Regions from separate parts of the Mus musculus genome. Here regions 1, 2, 4 and 5 are each linked to region 3. The links are chromatin contacts, called in public Hi-C and promoter capture Hi-C maps. All regions are on one chromosome and are shown on one strand. Each heading gives the region's core, a stretch centred on a gene start, on an enhancer-like site or on the middle of the called end of the contact. The rest is flanking DNA. Distances are from core to core; before and after follow the strand shown. Region 1 holds the start of Car5a (carbonic anhydrase 5a, mitochondrial). Region 2 holds the start of Cyba (cytochrome b-245, alpha polypeptide). Region 3 holds the start of Afg3l1 (AFG3-like AAA ATPase 1). Region 4 holds the start of Zc3h18 (zinc finger CCCH-type containing 18). Region 5 holds the start of Snai3 (snail family zinc finger 3).

Evidence for each region. Promoter capture Hi-C pulls out the DNA fragments that hold promoters and counts their contacts. A called contact is a pair of places that touch in the nucleus more often than the background predicts. Capture Hi-C pulls out chosen DNA fragments and counts their contacts.
Region 1: a contact with region 3 is called in a promoter capture Hi-C map of liver, with 2.4 times the contacts expected there. The contact joins the promoter of Car5a here to the promoter of Afg3l1 in region 3. A contact is called at or near these places in 2 of 39 promoter capture datasets (embryonic stem cells and pre-B cells) and 1 of 9 other capture datasets (liver).
Region 2: a contact with region 3 is called in a promoter capture Hi-C map of liver, with 3 times the contacts expected there. The contact joins the promoter of Cyba here to the promoter of Afg3l1 in region 3. A contact is called at or near these places in 2 of 39 promoter capture datasets (liver and pre-B cells) and 2 of 115 datasets of contacts at active chromatin or transcription factors (embryonic stem cells and stem cell-derived neural progenitor cells).
Region 4: a Hi-C map of CD8 T cells shows a contact between it and region 3, with 4 times the contacts expected there. The contact joins the promoter of Zc3h18 here to the promoter of Afg3l1 in region 3. A contact is called at or near these places in 4 of 39 promoter capture datasets (the C10 cell line, cranial neural crest, liver and 1 more), 2 of 484 Hi-C or Micro-C datasets (CD4 T cells and CD8 T cells) and 2 of 9 other capture datasets (adipose tissue and liver).
Region 5: a contact with region 3 is called in a promoter capture Hi-C map of embryonic stem cells, with 2.6 times the contacts expected there. The contact joins the promoter of Snai3 here to the promoter of Afg3l1 in region 3. A contact is called at or near these places in 2 of 39 promoter capture datasets (embryonic stem cells and pre-B cells), 2 of 115 datasets of contacts at active chromatin or transcription factors (embryonic stem cells and large pre-B cells) and 1 of 9 other capture datasets (embryonic stem cells).

The regions. Positions count from the first base shown.
Region 1 is chr8:121,942,724-121,946,886 of GRCm38.p6, reverse strand. It overlaps Car5a (carbonic anhydrase 5a, mitochondrial), which reads left to right and starts at 1,975. Exons shown (of 7, transcript NM_007608.2): 1 at 1,975-2,217. The coding sequence starts at 2,094.
Region 2 is chr8:122,431,640-122,435,269 of GRCm38.p6, reverse strand. Cyba (cytochrome b-245, alpha polypeptide) reads left to right here and starts at 2,330. Exons shown (of 6, transcript NM_007806.3): 1 at 2,330-2,460. The coding sequence starts at 2,403. Mvd (mevalonate (diphospho) decarboxylase) reads left to right here. Exons shown (of 10, transcript NM_138656.2): 9 at 358-466; 10 at 1,095-1,674. The coding sequence ends at 1,175.
Region 3 is chr8:123,475,760-123,479,392 of GRCm38.p6, reverse strand. Afg3l1 (AFG3-like AAA ATPase 1) reads right to left here and starts at 1,531. Exons shown (of 17, transcript NM_054070.3): 1 at 1,346-1,531. The coding sequence starts at 1,483.
Region 4 is chr8:122,374,228-122,378,005 of GRCm38.p6, reverse strand. Zc3h18 (zinc finger CCCH-type containing 18) reads right to left here and starts at 1,390. Exons shown (of 18, transcript NM_001029994.1): 1 at 1,206-1,390. Gm39270 (adenomatous polyposis coli protein 2-like) reads left to right here and starts at 922. Exons shown (of 2, transcript XM_030243895.1): 1 at 922-1,645. The coding sequence starts at 935. The coding sequence ends at 1,573.
Region 5 is chr8:122,459,297-122,462,994 of GRCm38.p6, reverse strand. It overlaps Snai3 (snail family zinc finger 3), which reads left to right and starts at 2,306. Exons shown (of 3, transcript NM_013914.3): 1 at 2,306-2,456. The coding sequence starts at 2,381.

The DNA.
Region 1 (4,163 bases), core at 726-3,225, 1.5 Mb after region 3:
TGGACCATGGAGCCTATCCGGAAACGAAGTGCACGCTTGTAACCCTGTCAGCCATGGTTGCTTCTCTCCCCCCCCCCCCAGCCCCGCCCCCCCTTCGACATATTTCCTTAGGCAGCAATGACAGCCATGGCACAAACGCCCATGGCAGCTTGTTTCCCCCACTGTGCTGATTGAGAGTTTGGGTGACTGACTGTGTTGCCCAGGCATCCACTGTGCTCCTTGTGTGTGTCCCAGAACGTGAAGAGCAGGGTGACTGCGTGTACCTGAATACCTCCTGCTGGCCCCCACATTTAGCTGCACTTTCTTCCCAGTTCCATCTCCATATTGTTTTTGTGGGATGGGTTCAAAAACGCTTGGGACCCGGTCACTTGCCAGCTAGGGGACACTCCCGACACAGGTCACCACTCTGGGATGCGGGTTCCTCCATGGGCAGAACAGACACAGTGTCAGGGGCTGTCAGGGAACCAGGAAACAAGAAGGTAGCTTAAGGAAATAAAAGGAGTTTATCTGTGCCTGCAAGATGACCCACCTGGTGAAGATGATTGCCTGGTGGCTCTGGGACACACGCTGGCAGACAGAAGTGATTCCCACAAGTTGTCCTCTGCCCTCAACATGTGTCTGCATGCATGTGCACAAAGAAATAAGATGTACTTTAGATGTTTATTCCTTTTGGAAAATCAATTTATTGATTATATAACTGAATGTAAAAATAATAATAATAAAGGCTGCAAGGCAGGGTGGCACTCGCCTTTAATCCTGGCACCTGGGAGGCAGCGGCAGGAGAGCTCTGTGAGTTCGAGGCCAGCCTGGTCTACAGAGCGAGTTCCATGATGTGAGTCTGATGTCACGGATGCCAGGCCTTATATCCACAAAGTACAGATGACTAGGATGAAGGGTGAATGAGCTGTGGGCACCAGAGAGGGAAAGAGGGAAGGGGAGAGAGAGAGAGAGAGAGAGAGAGAGAGAGAGAGAGAGAGAGAGGGAGAGAGAGAGAGAGAGAGAGAGAGAGGAGAAGAGGAAAGGAATTGTGCTTCATATTTTTGTATTGTTTTCAATTTTTGCACTATATATGTATATATACATATGTGTGTATGTATATGTGTGTGTGTGTGTGTGTATATATATATATATATATATATATATATATATATATAAAATTTGAGAAAAGGTTTCATTGTGTAGCCCTGGCTCTCCTAGAACTCACCCTGTAGACCAGGCTGGCCTCGAACTCAGAAATCTGCCTGCCTCTCCCTCCCAAGTGCTGGAATTAAAAGTGTGTGCCACCACTGCCCGGCCAGACTCCAATTTTAAAGCAACAGCAGTGGTGGAAGATCTTACACACACGCCACCCATCCCTGTGGGCTCCTTTGGAAAAAAGCATTGGAGGATGGACAGACTGCTCCTCCAGTCAGAAAGAGGCTCCCTGGGGCTGACCCAAAATTCCAAGTGTCATAGCCAGAGCCACCAAATAGAAGTTGTCCCTACGTGGACCCTTCATGCATGAGAAGAACACTGTTGACATCCATGGCAAACCTCTGGGCAGGACCCAGGGCATCCTGTCTCAGGGGAATACATTGGAATCAAGGCTGCGGAGATGGGCCCCAGGAACCTCCAGCTTCCCTCAGCAATCGGGACACCCGGTCACAGCCCCACTCAGCCAAGGCACTGTGCCTCCACCCCTCCTTATGCTCTTGAACCTGTCCTCTCCTGTCTTGTGTGACAGCTCTGTGCCTGCCCTACATGTCCCCAACACAGGGTCAATACTACAGGGGACAGGGACTTTGCCCTCACCCATCCTTCACATCCTTTCCTGCTGCTCTTGGGGGACCCATGTCAAGTTTAGCACTCTGGCAGGCTTGCCCAGCTGTTTACCAGGCCAAAGCAGTGACCAGAGTGGCCTGTTCCCAGCCAAGGCCACTGGGTCCCCAATCACCCACTCCTGAGCTGGGACAGGCAAGAGTTGAAATTTAACCACTAGGTTCAGAGGTTTTAATGAGTTCCTCAAAAGGACAGAGATGCACCTAACTCTGAGGTGGCCCTGACCAAAGCAAGGGCATACAGTGGGCCACTACCCCGTGCTGCTCAGAGCCAAGATGCTCAGGAGAGACCCCCGCAAGCCCTTAGCCATCCTCAGGCATGTGGGACTTCTCTGTGCCACAGGGCCACAGCGCTGGCGTTTCCAGCATTCCTGTGCAGAGGAACACAGCAACTGTGCCCGTAAGTAGATTCTCATACTGTCCCAGGTGAGATTTAATGGTGGTGCAGTCTTAGGGTGGCTTTAAGAGGCAACATGGTTGGCTTCCGTTCTGATTTGTACAATATCTCTGGTATCTGGTGATCCCAAGTGAGTCATTTAACTCTGTGTAACTCGGGGGCTAAAGGGACTAAGAGGTATTGCAAATAACTAGGGCATGCTCCAAGCCTCCAGCTGGGCCCAAGATGCTTCTGGACATTTGAACTGCCCAAACTGCAGATTTTGGGTTTTAGCATTTGGAAGGGCCAGGCCCGGAGGCCTTCCTGTAGACGAAAGGTGACCTTTGAGAGCTTGAGTAAATGGCCTGCCTCCTTAAACCTCGGTTTCCACATCCACAGGGCAGGCAAGATGGATGCTGTCTGCAGCATCCGGTGGGAAGGCAGTGGGAAGCCCGGTGCACACAGGCTCCTCTGTTCATCCCAGGGTGCCCAGCCTCACACAAACCCCAGGACTGCCCGAGAAGCTGCCAGGCCTGGAGGGTGGGTGGGCAAGCAGCTCTTGCAACCCTGACAGCCTGGTTGCTGAGTGCCCAAAGCCCAGAGACTAGACTAGCAGCGGGAGAGGCTCAAGGCTCCAAGGTCCAAGAACTGGCTGCCCACCACCCTGGGTTTTCGGGCTCACGGCTCTCAGGTTGGAGGCTCGTGGCTCTGAGCTTTAACCCCGGCACTTGGCATCTGCTGTAGCCCTTGGCTCTGACCAGCAGTGAGCAGCCGCAGACAGCACTTGCTAGTGTTACTGTGCAGGAATGTGCCTAGGGTTAGGGATCTTCAGCTCACGACAGGAGTGTGTCAGCTGTAGGTGCCATGCCTACAGTGTCTGAAATTTCACCCTTAAGGTTTGGCAGCTCTCTGGAACTCATCTGGTGACCGAGGCTGGCAGCCTCTTACCTTCCATCTTCATAAGGCCTAATGTCACCAGTGTCCCAACCTGGACACTCTGGGACTCTTCAGCTGTCCTCCTAAGGCAGCTGTGGACACTCCTATCAATACTGCTACCTTCTCCCCTCCCCCCTGCCATACACACACACACACACACACACACACACACACACACACACACACACTCACACACCTCTTACCTGCTCATCCCAAACACAAGGTCACCTGAGAGAAGCCTTCCACACCCCACCCTACCCCAGATGGTGTTTCTGTGTAGTCCTGGCTGTCCTGGGACTCTGTAGACCAAGCTGGCCTTGAACTCAGAGATCCACCTGCCTCTGCCTTGAAAGTGCTGGGATTAAAGGTGTGTGTCACCAGGCCCTGCACGAGGATCTTTTTTTTTTTTCTTTTGATCTAACGTTGCAAAATGAGAGGTCAGAACAGGGAGGGGTCAGTGTCCACCAGCTGACTCCAAAAGGAAACTGATAATTAGTTACACAGCCAGGGATGGGTGTGACAGGTTCTGGACCAATTATAGCACAGCCCTGCATGCAAAGGAAAGAGAGGGCTTGTACCATCACAGGCCATTCTGCTGGGTGTTCACCCCCTCCTCAGCCTGGACCTACACAGTTCCAGGGGTGACTGAAATTCACCAAGGCTGGTCTTGTAATCTGCAGTGCTGGAGAGGTAGAGACAAGCAGATACTAGGGGCTCAGTGGCCAGCAAACCTTGAATAATCTGTGAGTTTCAAGGCAATGAAAGACCCTGTCTGAGAGAGAGAGAGAGAGAGAGAGAGAGAGAGAGAGAAGAAGAAGAAGGAGGAGGAGGAGGAGGAGGAGGAGGAGGAGGAGGAGGAGGAGGGAAGGAATGAAGAGAAAGGAAGGGAGGGAGGAAGGAAGGAAGGAAGGGAGGGAGGGAGGAAGGGAGGGAGGGAGGGAGGAAGGAAGGAAGGAAGGAAGGAAGGAAGGAAGGAAGGAAGGAAGGAAGGAAGGAAGGAAGGAAAAAATGAAGAAACGAAGAAAGTGCAAAGA
Region 2 (3,630 bases), core at 1,081-3,580, 1.0 Mb after region 3:
TGTCCTGGAACTCACTCTGTAGACCAGGCTGGCCTCGAACTCAGAAATCCACCTGCCTCTGCCTCCTGAGTGCTGGGATTAAAGGCGTGTGCCACCACGCCCAGCTGAGTGTGTGGTTTCTTGTCTCTTCCTGGCATGGGTCTATCTTCTGAGACTGGTCTGAATGTGAATGTGTGGGCCACTTCTCCATCTTCTCATGATCCCTAAAAAAACAAAAAAAAAACCCTCCCTCCTAGTAGACCCCTGCGCTCCTCACCCGCGCCATCCCTAGCCCACCCAGACCACCGTATCTGAGGAGCTGCTCTTCTGGGCTTTCCGTGCACAACTTCATGAACACGCTTCTGCCTTCTTCCCCAGGTTCCTAAAGGGGCTGCAGGTGGCACCTGTTCTTCTCTCTGATGAGCTGAAGGCCGCGCTGGCGGTGGAGCCCAGCCCTGGTGGGGTCCAGTACATCATTGCCACTCAGGTGAGGCCAGTACACACGGCAGGCACCCCCTTACCTGCCGGAGGGAGGGAGGATCCAAGCCTCCCCCACTGTGTCTCAGGGCGGAGGCAGAAGCCCACATCAGCCACGGCACGGAAGTAGCCACATGGCGTTCTTAGGCTCAGAGTCATTGGACACTGTCTGGTTTACTCATTTCCCCTCAGTGGTCATTTAGGGACAACTCGTAGAGGAGAGCGGGGGCGGGATGTGAGGGTTATGTACTCTGGACAGAAAGATGATAAAAAGCAGTCACTTGCCAGGAGAGGTAGATGTTGGGGTCCCTGGGAATCTGCTCTCAGGATGTAACCCACCACAAGCACGCCAGCATCCCCGCGTCTCCTGATCCTGCTCAAAGAGGCTTGCTCTGGGTCCCTCCTTTCACACGAGATGAGGGTCACTAAGATCCCCACAATCTAGCCCGGAATGGAACCCCAGGCAGCTTGAGAGGCTCATCCTGCGCAAGCTGGTGTGGACTTACCACGAAGGGACCCACCCGTGTCTCACCACCCCCCCCAATCTAATCCTGCCTTAGAGTCTCTGACCTGTAAAGTCTCCGGAGCAGCGGCTACTGCCGCACCCCATGACTGGACACTGATTTTTCTCCCCCCAGGTCGGACCAGGACCTCAAGTCCTAGACGACACTCATGATCATCTGCTAGGCCAGGATGGACTGCCACAACGGGACCTTTGACCTCTTCCACGTCCAGTGCCATTTGGAGAAAGGGGTTGCCCACTGGAACTCGGGAGCTGGCCTGCTGGTCAGCCTCTCCTGAAGGGCTGCTTGATGATCGATTATACTGGGGGATGTCGAGTGTGATGGGCAGCCATCTAGGCGATCACGGGAACCCCTCTCAAGTGCCTCCGGTTCCCCGCTGGTTTCTGAAGGGCTAGCTGACCCACTCGATGGACCTTCCAGCACTCCAGACAGCTGCTCATCAGGGATGGGGAGTCGGTGCCTCCCCCCTCCCCCAAGATGCTCTGAGGGCCTCAGTAACCATCTAAGCGTGATGGCTCAGACAGCGGTGCCTCTCTGCTGAGACTCAGGCCACAGTTTCTTTATAAAGCCTCCTGGTGAGGGTAGGGGCTGTCGAGCCCACAGGTAGGGTCCATTGTGTGTGTGGGTGCCTCATGAGGGTGCAGTCAGTGGACCTGAGGACCACAGGAATAAAGTGTGCTGTTCCTGCCTGCCCGTGTGGGCTGTGCTTTCTTCTTTCTTCCTAAACCAGCGCTTTAGGGTCTCTGGTCTACTGATCTGCTGGGTCCTACCCGCCATTGAGTTCAGTCTTGTTTCCCTATGTAGTGGAGAGGTGGGGGCTGAAGTGGGTCCTGCCAGGAACACTTCCCACTGCCCACAAGCCAGCCCCGTGAGAGTCTCCTGCCACCTTGTGACCACCCTAAGTCATACCCCAGCATACATGCAACAGCTGCTGGAGCTGGTCTAGGCCAGAGGAAAGAGACAACAGAACAACGGTGTTCCGGTGTTCTGTCCCCTGCTTTCTGGGTTTTCCCAGCCTTGCACACTATGGTCCCCTACCCCCACCCCGTAGTCACGTGACCCAGGACACACACCTGCCCCAGCTCACAGTGGGTCGGAAGTAACCTCATCTCCTTTTAGGGAGCAGCCTTTATCTGATAACTAGAGGAGCAGGTGGATGAAGTGACTTACGCCTCTGGCCCTGGGGGGGTACGGTCACAAGTCACAAGCAGTCACAAGTGGCCCTGGTACTTTCCAGCTGGAGAGAGAGGTCGATGGGGAGACTGTCCCACCCACCAAGGCTCAAAGGGAAGGTGCAGAGGAGGCCTCTGGGGCACAGCCCGACAGGGCGGGGCCTGAGCAGGGGGCGGGCCGATCAGTGAGGACTTGCGAAGTGGGCTGCAGAGTTGGACCGGGCTGCTGCGTGTGCGCAGGGTCCTCGTCATGGGGCAGATCGAGTGGGCCATGTGGGCCAACGAACAGGCGCTGGCGTCTGGCCTGAGTGAGTGAGGTGGGCTGCGGGTGGAGGGGTTGCTCAGGACCCGTGGGGCACCGCGGGGGAAGCAGGGCTCGGGCTGGTTCTGCGGACCTCAAAGCGCGGATCCTCGGAGAGACCTACCGGGGCCTCCGGGCACAGGACGGGCGGTGGCCGCTGCAGGCCGTGCTCGGCCGCCTGTTCTAGAGGCGACCCCGCCCTGCACCCTGTTGGGTCCGCGCTGGGACCTCAGAGGAGGAAGTTGCTTACAGCTGGGGAAGAGACATTCACTCGGTGGTTTCCCGCCTGGTTAGGAAAACCCCCGGAAGACCCTCTTCTGCGCACAGCCCACTTGGCCAGGAGTTGGGACTCTGGCCTTGAGGTCACTCGGGCTCCGGCTTCTCCCCGAGGGGCCTGGGATAGGAGCTAAGCTCATCCTAGAGGAGCAATCGGCTCCATCCCACAAGCGAAGTGTGCGCAGAAACTATTTCACAAGAGTCTGGACACCCCTCAGAGTGATCTTAGCCCTGATGGCCTGCCGAGTTAAGATGCAGGACACTAGTCTTTAGTCAGGTTGACACTGGCCGTGGCTTGAACAGTTCAGCTTGTCTGGGAGGTTTGCCAAGGGGCAGTGGGACCCCTGGGCTTCACTGTACCAGGAAAGGAACCTAATAGACCAGACCATGAGCAGCAGGCCTGAGACTAGAAACTGCAGACATGCCTCAAAGCCGAAGGGAGCCAGAAAAGACCTGCCAGGGCAGGGAGGATGGCCCAGACCCCCCTCCACTCACCCGGGAATAGCGCATCGAAGAGGTGATAGAGAAATCTCCCCCAGCCCACGCTGGAAGCTCCCGTGGAAGGCCTTGCAACCCCAACCTTTTGAAAATGGCGCCCCTCCCCCACCTGCAGTCTCCCTTCTTACCCTTCCCAGCCTCCTGCCAGTAGTGGTTTGTCCTGTGACCACTATGGACGGTTTCAAAAGTTACCTCCAGGAAGTGGGGGTGCCAGACACACCTAAGGGTGGGAAGACCTGGCGAGCGCTGTCCATGCAGTGTCTCCTGTCCTCGTGTGTGCTAAGGTCTCTATGTACTGCCTCAGCTAATTGTTCAGGGTGTTCAGGCTGACACAAGTCTCCTGTGCTGAGGAGTCACAGGCTGTGGCCACTTACTTTCTCCACCGAGTGTGACTTCCGCTAAC
Region 3 (3,633 bases), core at 282-2,781:
TGCCATCCCACACTGGGATGGGCGCTGATGATGCAGCTGTTGGAGTCATTTCTGTAAGTAACTCCACCAAAACTCACTAGTTCACCAGATGGACTCTACCGTGGTCTGTTGCCCGCTCCCTATCTGCCGTGGGTAATGTTTGTTCCCTAAGAGCAGTGTCACACAACACCTTTCTTTGGTCTGTTACCAGTGCTCTGTCTAGGGTGAGTGGGCACTCTGATGTCTCGCCACGAAAAGCCACCCAACCAAGTCAAAGTCCATCCAATGTACTTCTTTCACAAAGACACTGGCCCACAGCAACTCAGAACTGTCTATAACAATCACTATATGACTGATCTTCAACGGGTCACCCACCGGAACAGGATGTGCGACATGACCTGAAATGACTGTGCAATGCACAGCACTAGAAACAAACCTGAGGGCATTTTCCCGACCCACTGTGCAGCTACCTCCTCCAAACCCAGAGATTCCCCCCTACAGAGAGGGAAGCTCTTAAGCCTCAAGAAGCCCCATAAACCTTATGCTCAGAAGCTTAAAAAAAAATCCACGGGCCCCCAGACCCAAAGTTCTACAGGCAGGAAAGAACTGCTGAGGGGAGGGAGCCTCTTCAGTGGTACTGACTGTAGGTTCGCCTTGCGTTGTGACCTGTATGTGAGCCTTTCATCGATGAAACTGCTTTTGAGTCACTCCTGTTAAGTAACCTTCCCCGGTGCGGCCATATTTAATTCCAATAAGCTCACTGGTTCACAAAGCTAGAGGAATGGAATCATTTTGACCTATCGTGAGTGCCCTAGCTGGGGTAAATGGACATTTGCTCATGGACCGTTACACCACACTACTGTCATATTAAGAGGGAACAAGACCAAAACTGAATTGAGGAAGAACGGCTGTATGGCCCCTGTGATGGTAACACGCATTTATTTGAAGATGGATAATCTGCATGGATATTCCCTTTCGCCGTGGTGAGCCTCCTTACTACTGGCAGATGTACCTGTGAGGGGTGATAAAATATCTAGTAAGGCTAAACTATCTAAAAAATGAAGCATCAGTGGCGGGAATTCCATGGTGGCCATCTTTCTCTGCTTAGTATGGAGACCTACGCCTCCTTAATGAATAAAGGCTACTACCTTTTAAGTGGGGCCCTGCAATAGCTAACTGGATAATGGCTAGATCGCACCCGCTCAAGTGTTCCGATCAGCCGTAGGTAGACACTAGTGGAGTCGGAGGCAGAAATCGGGAAGACGCTGCGCCCGGCCCAGCCGCAGGCCGATGACGTCACCGCGACGCCCAGCGCGGCCCCCGCCACGCCGCCCGGAACCCGTGGCCCCAGCGCTGCCCTGCTCACCTGCAGAGCAATGCCACAGGCCCTCACGCTGCTCCAGACCGTCCCGCCGCTCCCTGCGCATCCGCCACATCGCCACAGCTTGGAGAAAGGCCAGGCCAGGGCTCGACTGCCCGCCGCCCCCACCAGCCGCAGTAACATCCCCCGGCCCTGACCTCGCGCCGCCCCCTGGGCGCGCGCACGCGCAGCAGGCGGATCATAGTGCACCACGCCCTCGGGGGCGCGCGTGCGCAGCTGGCCGCCGCATCGGCTCGGACCTCTCTTTGGGTGTCTGGTTCGCGGCCGTGCTCCTTAGGATCCTGAACCCGAGTGTCGCTTCGCGCTGCCTGACAGCTGATGGCGGATGGTCCGCGGCCAACTTGACCTAGACACCAAGGGCCTTTAGACGTATTTTAAATTTTGCATTGTCAACGACATCAATGGCTTCGGTGGGTCCTCGGGGTAACGCGGCTCACGTAATTAAATTTTGAGGCTACTTCTCCCTGGTTGAGGGTACTAGTATTACCGGTTGGAGGTGCTCCCGGTATTTTACATCCAGACTAGATGTGGTTCGAGACCTATCGTGAACAAAGGAACTGTTATTTGGTGCACGACTTGTCTCATTGATCCACGTCATAGACCCTTGTTTAATTTTACTTAACAACATTTTTATTCCTGCGGATGCGCAGGGAGCGACGGGACGGTCTGGAGCAGCGTGAGGGCCTGTGGCATTGCTCTGCGGGAGAGCACTTGGTTGGTATATAGAGTCACCCCAGTTTTGATTTGCCTGCAGTTGTGCGGACTAGCAATTTGGACTTGGCATTAGGGAGGTGTGGGTGTTCAGGATGAACCAGTTTCTGGACAGTGGGGCTGTCCACGACACACGTGGCATCTGCGTGTACTCAGATTCTACCTTGACTACATTTCAAAGGTACAGATGCCCGGGAGAAGACCATTGTCACCCATAGTGTTAGCAGTCCTTCTATGCTCCGCCCAACGGTTACCTAGCAACAAGGCCTGGCTTGCTATAAAAGGGTCTGTTCCCTCCCAACCCGACCCCTACTCCCATACCCCCCTCCATGTCTTCGCTCTCTCTGCCCCTTCTCCCCTTCTCTCTCTCAGACTTTCTTCTCTCCCTGACCCCTTTCTCCCTCTCTCCCCAACTCCTCCCTCCTTCCTCCTCTCCACGGGTTCCTGGCCAGCCTCTCCTCTCCTCTTCTCTTTTCTCTCTTTGACTGCCTCTACTCCCTTCTCAACTCCCTTCCCATGCCCCCAAATAAACTGTTCTACATTATACCTGTCCTGTGGCTGATAACTCAGGGAAAGGGATGTGCCGAGGCATCCCTCCCGCCTCACCATACCGCGCTGGAGTGGGAGATGGTGATAAAAGAAAATGAGATTTTGTATCTTGTGATTCATGTAAAAGAGTTGTCTATGAGCCCGTGGCCTGGGGCTGAGAACAAAGCAGAACAGACAGGGCTGTTGTTAAGACATTCCTAAGAACAGCTTGATTGTACAAGCAGGGCTATCTTGTCTGGGTCAACACCACCTGGCTGGAACCTCCCCTCTGTCCACTGCCCCTTGATGCCGGGTAAAGTCATACATCAACTGGTTGCTATGTGAACAAGATAAGCCCCTAGCCCACAGGAACAAAGTCCTGATGCCCTTTTGCTAACATGTAATCTTTCTGTTAATGTTTAAATAAGCCAATAGTGTGTCACTATGCTGAATTCCACACCCCTAAGCCCCTTACCCCATAAAAACCCCTAGCTTTCGAGCCTCGTGGCCGACATCCGTTATCTCCTTTGTGGGATGCATGTCGGTCCGGAGCTCCGTCATTAAACATCCTCATGTAATTACATCAAGAGATGGTCCTTCGTGATTTTTGGGTGCACACTGAATCAATCGGGAGTTGAGTGGGTGTTTCCCCACTAGGTTTTAACATTTCGGAGGTCCTACCGAGATCTGTGTGACACCCAAGAACCCCAAAGGACCCCTTGGAGTTACGTTTGCTTGTGTGAGTCTTGTATGTTGTCTGTTGTCTAAGTGTGGCACCGCTGAATTTGTGTCTTGGTTTTTCAGGTCTGAGATTGAGGGTTTGAGTCCCACCTGTGTTACCAGTTCTGGTATTCTGTATTCTGGCAGCTGCCACTGTGGACCGTAAGGACCCTAGTGGCTGTGGGAGGACGACAGTCTGGCCCCACAGGCTGCACCCCTGGAAGACGTTCCAAGGGAGACCCTGGAGGGAGTGCCCAGAGTACAGAACAGTCAGGAGGACCTGGCTGTTGCCTGGCAGAGTGAAGGAAAGAGAG
Region 4 (3,778 bases), core at 141-2,640, 1.1 Mb after region 3:
GGGCCACCATACTCAGCTGTGGGAGATGAAGTTTAGCAGAGCAGAGCCTATGTTGATGTCTAAGTTCTGTTATGCCTGGTTAAAAAAACTTATTCATAGCTCCATCCATGTATAGAGCAAGAATGTCAGGATGTTGAAAACACCACCCGCAAAGTGACTTAAGCTCTGCAAAAACTCTTCGGTAAGGAGATGGTCTCCTTGGGATGGTCTGCAGATGACAAGCTATCTCTTTGGAGATGAGCAAAGCAAACTTACCTGCTGAGTGTTCAGGAAGTAAATCCGAAGTGCTCTTAAAATGTTTGAGCATTCCCCATCTACGACTAGAGAGGAGTTTCAGCTTTGGGGACATATTGATTGGTTCCAGAACTGGCTGGCTTCAAACGTGTTCAGATCATTCGCATTCTCCTCTCAGGGGGCTGGGAAATGGGAACTAGCCTAGGGACAGAGAATCTCAACCTCTGCCTTGGGATAGGTAATGTGATGAAGAAGAAACAAATGCCTTCTTCTACTACCCTCAAATGGGTCTGAAGATTACTCTTGTTAATAAGTGCCAAGAAAAAGCTCATTTGAAACAGCTATTGTGCCCGGTAAACTCAGCTGTCAAAAGTATACGGGAAACTAAGTATCTAGTAGGGGCGAGACTATAGGTCTTAGTTTAATTTCCTTCTAGCACTACAATCGCCTGGCTACTTTACACTAAAGAAATGGCATCTCTAAGCTCACAGTCCAAGAGGCGAGGAGGTCACACTTCCTAAGCGACCCGGGACTCTTGGAGCACAGTGGGTCCGTCCAACCTGTGCTCGCTTGAAGTTGCGAGAGCAAGTTGCAGGAGGCTCCAGAGAGTTCAAAGTTCCCTGCAGAGCCCGTCGAGAGTCCAAGCGGGCCTCCTCCCGAGCCAACCTGCGCGATCCGCTCCCCTTTGTGGGCGGCGAACATGTGCCACGCCGAGTGGCCCGGAAGGGAAAATGACAGCTTCAGGAAAAGCAACTTCACCACGGCAGACCGCGGCGCGCCACGGCACCCGCCCGGACGTCCCAGGCCGCAGCGGGCTCGCGCCTGCCCGCTGTCCCGGCCCGCGCTTCGGCCCGCGGCTGCGCACAGCCGGGGGCGCGCCCGAGAGCTCGGGAGGCGGCGCCGGGCTCCGGGGCCTCGCTCCCGCCGCCGCTGGGGCGGCCTTCTCCCCGCCGCCCGCCGGCCCAGCTTACCTCAACGCGAAGACGGGAGGCGGCCACGGCTCCGCTGTGGTGGGGGCAGCGTGGACGAGACGTTCCTCAGCCTTTTCGCTCCTCACTGGCTCCGGCTTTGGGCACGACGCGGGCGGAACAAACGGGCTCCACTACCCGCGGGGGCCGGCCATTGTGCAACGTCATCAGGCCGCGACGGCCGTCTTGCGAACCGGCGGGCTTCCCTCGCTAGCCCCGCCCTCTTCCGCACTTCCTTCCGGCCTCCGCCGGCCTCGCCTCCGCGGCGCGCGCTCCCAAGGCTCTGCTACTGCGCAGGCTCACCGAGGTCGACCCCGCCCTCTAGCGGGCCTCCTGGCGGCGCGTGCGCAGTCGGTGGCTCTTCGTGGTAGTTGCTTGGGATGAGATCAGATGAGGAGCAGGCGGGATGCGTGCCGGAAAGGGAAAGCCCTTTGAGGCTCTTGGTGAGTGCGAGTGGACACTTCCAGGGTCTGAAAACTTAGCATTCGTTTCTTCAGGGCACGAACTTTCTGCCTTATTAAATATCAATATTTTGCCGGGCTGTATTTAATCCCAGCACTTGGGAGGCTGAGGCAGGCGGATTTCAGAATTCGAGGCCAGCTTGGTGTACAGAGTGAGTTCCAGGACATCCAGGGCTACACAGAAACCCTGTCTCGGAAAAAAAAAAATCAATACTTGACCAAAAGTGTTTTGGGGGCTGGAGTGTAGCTCTGAGGTTGAGACAGCACCTGCCAAGTATGTGCGAGGCCCTGGTACCCTCAAAAAAAAAAAAAAGATTTTGGAGTTGAAGGATTTAGATCCTCTTACCTGTTTCTGTGACGCTAAACATCTCTGGCATCGTTAAATTACCGTGACCCAGTGTAACCTCCCTGGGGAGGACTTAAACTGATTGGGTCATTTTTCAGTCCCCTCCTACTACCCAGATGGGGCTCAGCTGCTGGAGCCCGAAGTCCAACCCCCCCCCCCCCCCATGACCTGATAAAAGGTACGGAGATCATTAGGTACTGACCCCTTGCAAATTTTGAATCTGATCTTGGTCTTACTGGTTAGGGGCTGCCTGTCTTCCTCAAAGTGAAACCACCCGGATGCCCATAAACTGATATAAGGGGGGGGGGGAGTTCTGGTCTTACAGTCCTGCATTAATTGGGCCACAGAAAGGGATGAAGTTCAGACACATGCTACAAACACCGAGGACGCCTAGGAAGGCGCCAGTCATGACAAGTCGAATACTTTTGACTCCATAATGCGACTGAACTATGCCGCCCACCCTCCAAGTTACTTACATGTGAAGTCCTAGCACCAAGCTGGTATGGATTTCAAAGCAGAGCCTCTCCGTGAGGGTATAAAGGTGGGGTCTGGATCTCATAGATTGGTGTCCTTCAATAGATACCAAGGAGAGCTATTTGAGAGATCATGCTAGTGCTGGGATTAAAGGTGGCTGCCAATCAGGTCAGACAGAAGGTTCTCCCTCTCTCTCCCCCCTCTCTCCTATGTATGTGTGCATGTATATATGTATATCTCTTTTCATACACCACCACCACCACCATCTGAGGAGACAGTGAGAAAGCAGCCATCTGCAAGCCAGGATTAGGCCACGCTGGCCTCCCACCTCTGGAAGAAAATTAACACCAACTGCTCAAGCTACCCAGTGAAATGAGCCGAATCAAGCCAGATTAGATCTTATTCAAGCCAGGTTTACTGGGAAGCTGCTTGCCCGCGAGCTCACTGACCCCAAGGACTGAGGCCAGGGGAGTTGCCAGGTCTGCTTAGCTATGTAAAATATGCACCTTGGTCCCTTATAATGGGGTCTAAAACTAGACATTGTCCACCTGCATGCTACCATGCTCCCCTCCATGATGATGGACTGACTAATCTCTGAAACTGTGAGCCCCTAATTAAATGATTCCTTTTTATAAGGAGTGCCTTGGTTGTGGTGCTTTTTGACAGCAATAGAGCAGTAACTAAGAGACCAGACTTGAGTAGTTAGCATGGCAGTGCAAGCTGCATAATATTCAATTTATATAAAAATATAAAATAGGCGAGATGGCTCAGCGGGTAAAAGCTCTGACTGCTCTTCCAAAGGTCCTGAGTTCAAATCCCAGCAACCACATGGTGACCCACAACCACCCATAATGAGATTTGACGCCTTCTTTGGGTATGTCTGAAGACAGCTACAGTGTACTTATTTATAGTAAGCGAGCAGGGACTGAGAGAGCAGGGTTGACTGGAGTGAGCAGGGGTCCTAAGTTCAATTCCTCACAACCACATGAAGGCTCGCAACCACATACACACTCATTCTGTCAGTTCTGTGTCTCTGAGTCATACAGAGCTCTGAGATGGTCAGACAAACACTTCATAAGATGTTGGTGGCCACCGCAGAAATGCAATCAGTAGAGGCTGGGGAGATGAACTGGGGAACGAGTCGGCCTTCCAGATGGATTCTGAACTTCCCTCCTGTTCTCTATGCTCTCCATCCCTGGCTCTTGCCTGAGTTAATACCAAAGTCCCCTCTTCTCACTCTTGCTTCATTTAGAACCCAATTTCAGCAACTCCTGCAGTGGCTTCTTCAGCCACAA
Region 5 (3,698 bases), core at 1,057-3,556, 1.0 Mb after region 3:
CTTGATAGCGAGCGGAACGCCTTCTGTAGATCAAAGACCCTCTGCAGCAATCCTTGCACTCAGTGTCAGGCCAAGGGAGTGGGGAGGCTGAGCCCGCCTCCACCCTCATTCTGAGCTTTTCCTCCGGGAAGAGCAGGAGGAAGATGGACTGGTGAGGCTATCTGCAGATCACACCTCCCTTAATCAATGCACAGTTCTGAACTCCAGACACCCCGGGAAACCACAGGGAAGGAAGGTTGTGGCCCTGAGAGCGGGGCCATGACAGCTGTGTCCCCCACGGAGGCTGTGATGGGCAGTCTGCTGGACTTCTGGAGGGCAGACCCAGTCTGCTGACCCAATGCTTTCAGGATGTCATCAGTGCAAGTTATCGCGGTCCTCTGGAATGGCATACCACAGAGTGTTCCTCTGAGAGAACACCAGAAACGTATTTGGAGGCCAGAAGTCCAACATGGAGGTGTATCAGCAAGGGAAGGGGACAAGGGCTCCCTCGTTGCTAACCACTCAGGCCTTAAGCCTCTATCCCAACTCTCCCACCACCCCTGTGCACACCAAAGTCCCATTGCCCTCTTTGCTAGGACATTAATCAGTGGGTTAAGCTCTCTTGAATCTGCAACATCTGTAAAGATTTAGCATCTGAATTAAATCACACAGTTGAATACATTGAATAGACACAGTCCGACCCATGAGTGACACTATCTATTAGCTCTGGCAATATACCAGGGACCAAGGCATAAACAGACTGCATCTCCTCCTGTGGGCCGGTCGGTGGGAGCCCCCTGTGAGGAAGCAGGTGGAGTTGTTGGGTGAGTGTACCTCACTATTGTCAGGGCTGCTGGTTTTCCTGTGGCCCGCTCCATGTGCTTCTGGGGGTGGCTGAGATCTGCGTGGGGCCCTGCGTGGTTCCCAAACCTGTACTTCTGCTGAAGGAGCAACACAGCGTGCGTAGGCAACAGACAGCTTGTCTCAGCCTTTTTAGGAAAAGCCCTGAAGAGGCTTGTGTTGGCTGAGGCAAGCCTCTCTCCCGCTGGGAAGGCTTCCCACAGCCGTGGGCTTAAGAATTTTAAACCCCAGTGCTGGAGACAGCTACTACCTCTTCCCTGGGGCTGCATGAAGCCTGCTGGCCTGTAACTGTGAGTCATAGCTGAAGAATGAACTTGCACAGCAGCAAGGTGAGGGGGCTCAGAGAAGTGGGGATCTCCAATTTCCTTCACGGTAATGGCTTATGAATGTCAGAAGCCTATTGGGGCCCCGCCTCAAAGGTGGGCCCAGCACCTTTCATGAAACTGGCAGTTCCCCTCAAGCAGGCCAGATCATCCCTCTTTAAGGAGGTTAGGAGATGAGCTGGGAGAGTCAGCCCAAGGCTACGCATTGTGTGGGTGGACAGGAAGGATATGCAAGTGCAAGCCGGTTTAGGAACCATAGGCTTTTTATCTATGCCTGGAAGGGGAGAGGTTACAAAAAAGGCTACTTACAAATCCAAGGTACAGGGGAATGGGCAGCCAGCAGGAATGTGTCCTCAGATAGCCTTCCCACAGATGCCCTATTTCCACACAATTACACCATAACAAAAGAGTACTTGCAGCCACATCTGACCAGCCAGGAGTGTGGGCTAATGTTACCAGTTCTGTCGACCACAGAACTCTCAGAACCTTGCTTTTCTCCCAGAAACGGAATGACACCAGCTACCGTGCCCTGCAACCGTGAATGTGAACGCCAGGGTGACTCAGGCCCCTTCCCCCACTGTCTCCTACGCTGCCGACTCACCTTCCCTTCCCACCTCAGCCCACAGATGCCAAGGAATGTGGGGTTATAGGGTAAAGTTCAGTTCTGGCCACACAGCCCTGCTACTCAGCCACAGACAGACACACCCAGTTGGTGCTCTGTCCACCTACCCCAGAGACTGTCCCACCAGACTCTAACGTCGTAAACATCCACACGGAGAGCCTAGACAACCAGACAGGGCTGTTCCGACTCTCCTGGGCATGGATTATAAAGGATGCTGGAGAGGTTAGGGACTCTGCTCGGCCAAGTTGGCTGGCACCTGTCACCTAACCCTGAACTCTGCTCTTTCATCCAGGGCAGGTCGATGGCGAGCCCCCGCGGGGTCGGTGCGTGACCATGACGCGGGCCAGCGGAGTCCCGTGGGGCAGACACCGCCGACCACGCGGCGGGTTCCCCGCCCGCGCACCTGTCCTGGGCGTGGCTTCGCGGCCCCGCCCCGCCGTGCTCCGCGCTGGTTGGCTGAGGTGGTGCGCTATGCTAATGAGCCTGACCCTTCTCGCACCTGCCGGCCGCGCGGCCCGCCGGCGCCGCCAGACTCTGCAGTCGGTAATCCCGCTGCAGGCTCTGGCTAGACTCTGCCTGCTCTCGGGAGGGGACCATGCCGCGCTCCTTCCTGGTGAAAACGCACTCCAGTCACAGGGTCCCCAACTACGGGAAACTGGAGACACTGAGAGGTAGGGGTTGGCCGGATCTCCGCCCCCAGCTCGCAGCGCTTCGGGGCTGGAGGCAGCTGGGAAGTCCTTGGGAGCTGGGTCACACCTGCCCCAGGTGAGAGGGGAAGGGGCTAGAGTTTTCCATTTCAACAGAGGAGGAGGTTCCCCTTCTGGCTTAAGACTGGGGCTCTAAGAGGGATGTGCCCAGGGCAACTAACTTCTCTGCTTCAGAAGATTCGGGCATGCCTTGGGCTCCCCACTTGGCAAAGTTTCCTGAGCCCCAGATCTCCCCGGAGCTCTCCCTGCGGACTGCTCAGCTGAAGTCCTGAAGTCCTCTCTGTGCAGGTCTGGAAGGGTCCAAACTTAAAGTATGTCCCAGGCGCTGTATACACCCACCTAAAGAAGGTCTCACTAACCACAAGGCCAGGAAACTTGTCCTACCCGCAGATGGTGGCTGGTGAGAAAAGGCAGGACTCCCCCAGAGCATCCTGCCTCGTGGGTGGTGAGCTCATTGATAGAGCAAACAACCTCTGGTGGTCTTCGCTCTTCCCAGAAGCCTCCTTGCTCTCCTGGTGCAGTGACCAAGGAAGAGCCGACCTCCACACAACAGGCTCAGTTGTCCACCTTTACGGCTAGGTTCAGGGGCTTTAGGTCTGAGCACCTGAGAAGAGAACCCTTAATCTTCAGAGCCAGCCTGATGGTCAGAGCTACCCCCACTCAGGTGGGCAACTTCTCAGAGAAAGACCTACTAGGAAGTTGCCCAGTGCCTCGGGACACTTTGGATGTCGGGCCTCAGGCCAGCACCCCTCATATAGCCCCAGCTGGTGGGAGTTCTTGGATCAGGCCCCATCATCACCTCTGCTGCCACCAGGGGGTGCTATCTAGGACCCTGCTCTTGGGGGTGGGGGAGACATTTTTGATTCAATTTAGTGAGTCACCAACAGCAGTTCTATAACAGACGCTATTAGAGTGTGATTTTTCTTTTGGTTGGGTGGTTGGGTCTCCTTACAGAGGAGGTAGAAAGTTGTACTTATAGTGAATGTAGTTTTTTTTCCTTGTATGGAGGATAGAATCAATGCCCCACACAAGACTAGTCAAGCACTTACCACTGAGCCATGCCTCTGGCCCTAGGCCATTGTTTTAAGAGTTAAAACCTTAGATTGCACTTGGAGAGCACATACCAGCTTACTTCCTTTTTTTTTTTTTTTGGTTTTTCGAGACAGGGTTTCTCTGTGTAGCCCTGGCTGTCCTGGAACTCACTTT